2 separate regions of the Sus scrofa genome follow, and region 1 is linked to region 2. A link is a contact called in public HiChIP or PLAC-seq data. All regions are on one chromosome and are shown on one strand. The core of a region is the stretch at or near the end of the contact, and the rest is flanking DNA. Distances in the headings are between cores, read along the strand shown. Region 1 holds the start of SNX1 (sorting nexin-1). Region 2 holds the start of CSNK1G1 (casein kinase I).

Region 1 (3,696 bases), core at 1,070-3,569, 260 kb after region 2:
CAGGATGCTAAAAAAATAAATAAATAAATAAATAAAAATCTCAATAAAAATAATTTGGCCTTCGGAGTTCCCTCTGTGGAGCAATGGAAACGAATCTGACTAGGAACCATGAGGTTGCGGATTGGATCCCTGGCCTTGCTCAGTAGGTTAAGGATCTGGCGTTGCCTTGAGCTGTGGTGTAGGTCGCAGACATGGCTCGGATCCCGGGTTGCTGTGGCTGTGGTGTAGGCCGGCAGCTGTAGCTCCGATTCGACCCCTACTCTGGGAACCTCCATACACTGTGGGTGCAGCCCTAAACAGAAAGAAAGAAAAAAAAAAAGTTAGCTTTCTGTGGTAGAACAAGTTCTTACCCTCTTCTCCTCCTACCTGGAAATTAGGCTAAGTATTTTCACAGGAGAGAGACTGAGACAGGGAGAGGGAAGGAGGTAGGGAGAGGGAGAGAAAGTATTCATGTCCCTGGGAAGTAATATGGTGACATCCATCAAATCACAATCTCTTAAACTTATTAAGAGAACTCCAGAAAATAACTCCTCATTCTTCCAGGGTTGTTTTTGAAAAATAAACAATAATTTGCCTATGTGACCAATCACTTTCAGAGTCAGAGGCTCTATTTTCAGATGTTCAGTCTATCTCCATCTCAGCAGCTATCAACACTAGCAGTTCTCCACTGCTTATGAGAGTTATTACTGAAGGAAAAGACTAAAGATTTGTTTTATAGGGGATACAGAAAGACTAAATTAGCAAGAGTTATTTCTCAGAGTAACAGAGACTTCATTAGACAGTTTGAGCTGTTATACTACCAAATACTTTTTAAGCTGCAGCTAGGGACTTAATTCCTAAATGCAGTACAGGGAAAATTCTAATGATTGTCACAAAAGATACTGCCAAGAAACTTAATCTTTTTCTTCTTCTTTTTATTTGGCCACAACACAGCATGCGGAAGTCCAGGGATAGAACATGAGCCACAGTAGGGACCCGAGTTGCTGCATTGACAATGCCTGATCCTAAACCCACTGTGCCACCAGGGAACTCGGAAACTTAACCTTTTCTGACATAAATGAGACAAACTTTTTCAGACACATACTTGCATAAAGAACATAAAGCTCTTTTAGTCACTCCTATATTAAGTAGCTACTATGAAGATAAGCATTACCCAAGATGGAAAGATACATAAATCCAGACCTAACACTGAAGAAATTTTCAACCTGCAACTAACTGGATCAAGTGTTCTTATGAATCAATGTTCTTATAAAACAGCCCAAAACATCTCTACTGGTTCCAGAACTGACTACTTATATCCATATTCCACATAGAAAGATTAGTTTTTCCCAATATCTTAACTTTTTCTAGAAACCCGGATATTACTATGAGAAACCCCATTTTCATCTTGAATTTACAGATTCGCTCCCACTAAGGCTTTAGGCATTTTAACATATTCCTTTAAAAGGGACAAAGCTTTCTGTCTATGTAGTGATTAAACCGGCAGGGCCTTTTTTTTCAACCGACCTCTGGCAAGATTTTCCTAGACATCAAAGGAGTCGGCCTAACTCTCATAAACTAAGATCCAGAAAGGGCCTTTAGTAATTACCGGTGAAGTACTGAGCTAAGGAAAGGATCTGTGGGCGGGCCACTATCCTGGGCCATTCTAGATAACATTATTCATCCCTGGAACAGTAAGGCAAGGAAAAGGAAAGTCTGCACCCCTTTTCTTTATCTTGACCTATTAAATCAGCACGGAAGGAAACCACCAGCAAAACAGCCCCGGGGGTTCGTGGGGTCACCACAAAGCAAGGCCAAATGCCTGCCTTGGCAGCTCTTCGCTGTCAGGGACCTCGGCAGAGAAGCCACCACACCCCTCATTCCTCACCGTCCACCCAGCGTCCAGGAAGCCAGGGCTCACGTCTCTGCGCTCATCCGGACCCAAGCCATGACTACTGTCACCAACACAAGGTCTCGCCGGGCCCACTCTGCCCAGCCTTCCCGGCACTCGCTTAGCCTTTCCTTTTGGGGCGCCCGCCCGCCTGCCCCGAAGGGGGCGAACTTACGGCCGCCGCGGCGCCGGTGAAAATATCCTCCCCCTCGGTGTCACTGTCCCCCGCCTCGGGTTCCGACCCCCCTGTCGCCCCCTCGAACTCCGGTTCCAGGCTGGGGAAGGGGGGAGGGAGTCTTTCCGAAGCGCTACAGCCACCACCACCCGACGCCATCTTCCTCCACCCGCGGCGGAAGCCGCAACAACAACTTTATGGAGAGATAGTGCCGCGAGCAAAGCGTTCCAGCAGAGCGGAGGCGGGATGGCAGCCACCAGCCCTGCGGGACACACAGGGCGGGGAAAAGGGGCGGGGCGTACTCGCTCGGGGCGGGGTGGGGGCCGGCTCGCAGCTCCTGTCCAGCCAATCCAAGCCCTGGATCGCGACCCCGCACTCTTAACCTAGGGAGCAGAGGAGCAAGAGAGGAGGAGCTAGGGGCCGCTCAGGTTCCTGTGGCTCTTTGTGCTTTATCTAATAGACTTCTTAAGGAGATGAAAAAAGTCTGAAAACCTCTACCAGCCACCAACTCATGCCAAGCGCAGCGGCTTCAAAGACATTTAATAAGTATTTTTGGTTGAGGTCTCAACATATGCAGTCAATTTTCGCCATTTATTCTCTTGACATTTAGTTAGTTCATTCAAGAAATAAATATTGAGCATCTACTCTGTGCCTCGCACCCTGCTATGCGTTTCACATATAAAAATAAAGCTCCTTCTGCCCACCAGGCGCTTGAGGGAGACGGGCATGTAAATTAACAATTCAATACGATCAGTGCTATAATGTGCTGTGGGAGCATAGTAAGAGATCATCAATTCTGCCTGGAGAAGTCAGGACGCCTCAAAGAGGTGAGACTTCAGTGGGCTAAGTTTGGTCGCAAGGAAGTTAGGATTATCCTCACAACTGCTGTGGAGTAAGTGGAGTGGAACAGATGACAGGGGAATTATTAAACTCTGAACCAAATTTTCCTGCGGCCTAAACTATTCACTATTATCTGGTGGGCTTAAAGTCTAAATCAGCTATATAAGATTTTATCTTTAAAGATAAATAGGATATGTTATCATGGGATAACTCAGCAAGAAATCCTGACCTTCCTCTCAATAGAGATGATACTAAACTTGGCATCAACTTTGACAAAAGGTTTAGTTTGTTTGTAACTGCAAATCTCTCAGCATCAGGTGTTGGCTCCCTCACAGGTCTGTGAGCTGCTTAAGGGCGGGAGTCCTGTCCCATCTTGTATCCTCCGCGTCTATAGACTAAGTCTGGCAAATTAAGTATCTAATAAACGTTTGAGACTTGATTGGAAGGATGGATGGATAAAATTAATACCATCAACCTTGTTACTGGCATCATCACAGCCACCAATACCAAAGGGCTTAGAACGTTCTTTTTAGGATTGCGATCTCTAATGTCACTGTGAGACACACCGGACACAGGGGAAAGCTCTCTCGTTCTAAGTTGTCTTCGAGGGAAACTGGCAGAAATATTCAGGGGGTATTGGGAGTTGTGCTGGCCTGAGTTCCTATGAGACAAAACCAAAAAGGAACCCCCTCCACGCCTAACCATCCAAGTACACGTCCTTTCACTGCAACGGAAACTCACTTCCGGCCTGACTAGTCGTTAAGAAAACTTTGGCTGGAAGCGACACTCTCTCGGAGAAATAACGGTAGGG
Region 2 (3,815 bases), core at 1,164-3,663:
GGAGCTGTAGCTGCCAGCCTATCCTGCAGCCACAGCAACATGGGATCTGAGCCATGTCTGTGACCTACACCACAGCTCACGGCAACGCTGGATCCTTAACCCACTGAGCAAGGCCAGGGATGGAACCCGCATCCTCATGGTTGCTAGTCATATTCATTAACCACTGAGCCATGGCGGGAACTCCCCATTCTTGACTTTTAAGTGCACATGCAAGAATTACTTATTCTTGGATACGTAGTAGATCCAACAGATCTTAAACTACATGAGATCTCTGTGTGTGTGAATGAACACACCCTTTTGCTTCATATCTGAACATTTTATATCTGTTTCGGATTGTACATTGTGTTTCTAATTGATTTGCACTTGTCACAAACTAAATGAAAATAAATGGTTAAAGAGCAATTAAAACAAAAAATTTAAATTTAAAATGATGTTTATGCACATAAAATTTAAGAATTATTCAATATTGCTCATATGGTAATTGAGTAAATTATTATTGAGTGCATCCTATCCATCTTATGAGATATTTCAAAGGAATTTCAAATTCTGGAGCAGAAACTAAATTTTATACTGACACCTATCATTTCTGGTTTTAATAATATCAATAAGCAAGGTATCCAATCTCTTGGGATAGATTATGATGGAAGATAAGAAAAGTAATGTATATATATGTACGACCGGGTCACTTGTATAACAGATATTGGCACAACATTGTAAATCAATAATACTTTAATTTTAAAAATGTAAAAAGAAATTAACGAGGTTTTTTTGGTCTTTTTAGGGCTAAGCCCGAGGCATATGGAAGTTTCCAGGCTAGGGGTTGAATTGGAGCTGCAGCAACCAGCCTACACCACAGCACACCAACGGAGGATCCAAGCTGTATCTATGACCTACACCACAGCTCTTGGCAACACTGATCCTTAACCCACTGAGCAAGGCCAGGGATTGAACCTGTGTCCCCATGGATACTAGTGAGGCTGGTTACCAAAGAGCCATGGTTGGAACTCCTAAAAAGAAAATAGAAAGGAGGGGGATAACTTTTTGGATAGAATTTTTGTTTTTGGCTATGCATGAGGTATGCAAAATTTTCTGGGCCAGGGATCAAACCCACCCCACAGCGGCAACCGGAGCCACTGCTTCGGTGACTCCAGATCCTTATCTCACTGAGCCATACAGGAACTCCTGAATAGACCTTTTTTTTTGTTTGTTTTTTTAACTTTTTTTCTTTTTAGGGCTGCACCTTGGCATTTGGAAGTTCCCAAGCAAGGGGTCGAATCAGAGCTGCAGCTGCTGGCTTACACCACAGCCACAGCAATGCCAGATCCAAGCCGCATCTGTGACCTACACTGCAGCGCATGGCAACACCAGATTCTTAACCCACTTTTTTAGGGATCTACTGACTGCATCCTCATGGACTAGTCAGGCACGTTACTGCTAAGCCACAACAGGAACTTCCTGAATAGAGTTTTTTAATAGACTTGTTTCCATGATCCTATAATCTCTTCTGGTTCCTTCTCATTTTCTGGCCTCATTATTCCTTGTTCTTTCTCATTCTAATATGAAAAAGCTAATAGTCAGTATTAGGTTTAGAATATATGACAAGAATAAATCAGGTCTCTTATTAACACTTTTTTCTTGTCCACAGTATAGGAATGAGAATTTATTCTCAGTGGTGGATTAAATGTCTTTCTCCACAAGCTTGACTACCAGCTTCCTTTGGCCATTCCTCACGGTTTTTTCTCTTAAGGATTACTCACGTTACTTACAGCGAATCTTTGTTTTCTCCTTCCATTTAGTTCGGTTATTTTCATATCTTAAACATGTGCAATCTTTACAAAAGACAAGATAGGTGAAGACAGAAGTTTCTCACCTTCGATTTCGATTTCAGGGGCTCTCACAGGAGAACCAAGTGCTTGAAAAAGCTTTCGTAACATTGGAGGTTACCTAAAAAAATCCAGTTGAAACACAACTGAATATCCACAAGAGGGAGACGCTTGCTAAACCGCCTGAAACGAGGGATCAGAGAGATCCTTAGGAGGAGCCACTTGGGATTCGGGGCGGGAGGGAACTGGAGTAAATAATGACTGGGGCTAATAGTGCGAGTACAGCTAAGGAGAAAACTAAAGTGGGCTCTCTGTGTTTGGCAGGCGAGCCCGTGCTCCACCCAAGATAGGAGCAGGAGTAGAAGGTAAGGGTATGTTGCCACAGAGGAGCACACGCACGCAGCTCGGTTCTAGTAATCCCAGAAGAAGTGGGGGTGGCAGTCTTTGAAGGCACTTCCGCTTAGCAACCCCACGCGGTTGCTAAGGAGGGGCGGTAGCGAGGATGACCCGGAAGTGGTGGTGTACATTTCTCACTGCCAGCTTTAAGTTTGTCCTATCGGGAGCGCCCGGGTGCTTTGCGCCGGGCTGAGGGTGGGGCCAGCGCTAGTAGTTCCGGTTCGGCTTCTGCCGCCCCTCGGCTCCTCGCCTTCCCCCCTCCCCTCCCGCACTTTTCCTCCCTCCAGTTCCTAGGAAAGAGAAGCCAACGCTGCTGGTGGGTAGAGAAGCACTCCGCGCCTCCAGGAGGGAACTGCGCTCACCCCATCTGAGCCCCAGGACACGGCCAGACGAGGTACTCGCTCCGGCTTCGATGGGATCCGGGAGGCTCTAGCCTGAGGGTGTTGTGTGTGTGTCTAAGCCGGCTGGTGGGGGCCCCCTTCTCCGAGTCGGGGAGGGGAGCACCGAGATCCTGGGTGGGGCGCAGGCCGGCGAGTTTGATTGTAAAGGGTTTTAAGGACGGAATGCAAGGGCCAGGGCACGCCGCTGGCGGAGAGTTTCGAGTGGCCGGGTAGAGGTTTCGGAGAAGGCGCCCCTTGAAAGCAGAAGACTTAGCTGCTGCGGACTGGGAGTTTGCCACCTGGAGGGTTAGCTCTAAAAGGGGGAGCATCCTCTCCATCCAAAAGGAGAACATTGACCCTGGCGGGGTGGCTGGGACAAGCCCTTGCTTCAAATGACTGCTTCCCTTGGGCACCCCCCTGGGACAGAGCCCGGCTTCGAGTGTTGTGGGGGTTGTGAGTTGGCTGGGCACTGCGGGGAGCCGCCCTTGGCAGAGCTAGGGCAGAAGAGTGGGTAAGGAGACCTCCCTCCTCCCAATTTCCGTGCGCTTCCCCCACTTCTTCCTTTAGTGCTCTCTGGCCCCGGTGTCCTACCGGAGAGGTACCGCCTCCGCCCCCCAAGTGGGCAGGCATCACAGCGTAAAAGAAAGAGAGAGGGTGGAACTGGTTCTCTTGCCCCTCAATGATACTTAGAATGTTTGGCAAGTGCCAGAATGGCATATTTAGCCAAGTCTCCCATCTCGATATTAAATCTGGTGTAAATTATTTTAGAAAATGCAGTTCTGAAAAGCTCCAAACTATGGGCTAATTTAGCTTAGCATTGTTTGGTAGATACGCGTTTGTAAAAAATACACTAGGGGAACCGTATAGATATAGAGGTCTAGGCGAAACATGTTGAGGCAAGCCTTTTCCAACATCTTTCTTATCTGCCAGTAAGCCTGCCCTAGTTTAAATGAAGCAGAATGATTCTCTTCACGTATACTTCAGTTAGTGACCGAATTGTAGGTACTGTGTGATTATAGATGTCTCAGAATAGAGGCGTGAACATTCAGAGAGACAAGATTCTCTGCTTTTGCGCCTGTCTCCTAATCTTTTAAGGAGATAATTGTGGTCAAGTGGAAGTATTGGCTTTGAGGTTAGGTAAATCTGGGATTGAACCTGGACTGCCACTAGCTAGTTGTTGACCTTGGACAAGTCAAGAACTTACCAGAGATACAAT

Evidence for each region. HiChIP or PLAC-seq counts read pairs in DNA pulled down with a chosen protein or histone mark.
Region 1: a contact with region 2 is called in an H3K27ac HiChIP or PLAC-seq map of alveolar macrophages. The contact joins the promoter of SNX1 here to the promoter of CSNK1G1 in region 2. A contact is called at or near these places in 2 of 47 Hi-C or Micro-C datasets (embryonic fibroblasts and liver) and 1 of 2 datasets of contacts at active chromatin or transcription factors (alveolar macrophages).

The regions. Positions count from the first base shown.
Region 1 is chr1:107,947,601-107,951,296 of Sscrofa11.1, forward strand. It overlaps SNX1 (sorting nexin-1), which reads right to left and starts at 2,320. Exons shown (of 15, transcript XM_021093910.1): 1 at 2,046-2,320. The coding sequence starts at 2,204.
Region 2 is chr1:107,687,637-107,691,451 of Sscrofa11.1, forward strand. It overlaps CSNK1G1 (casein kinase I), which reads left to right and starts at 2,414. Exons shown (of 14, transcript XR_002344535.1): 1 at 2,414-2,613.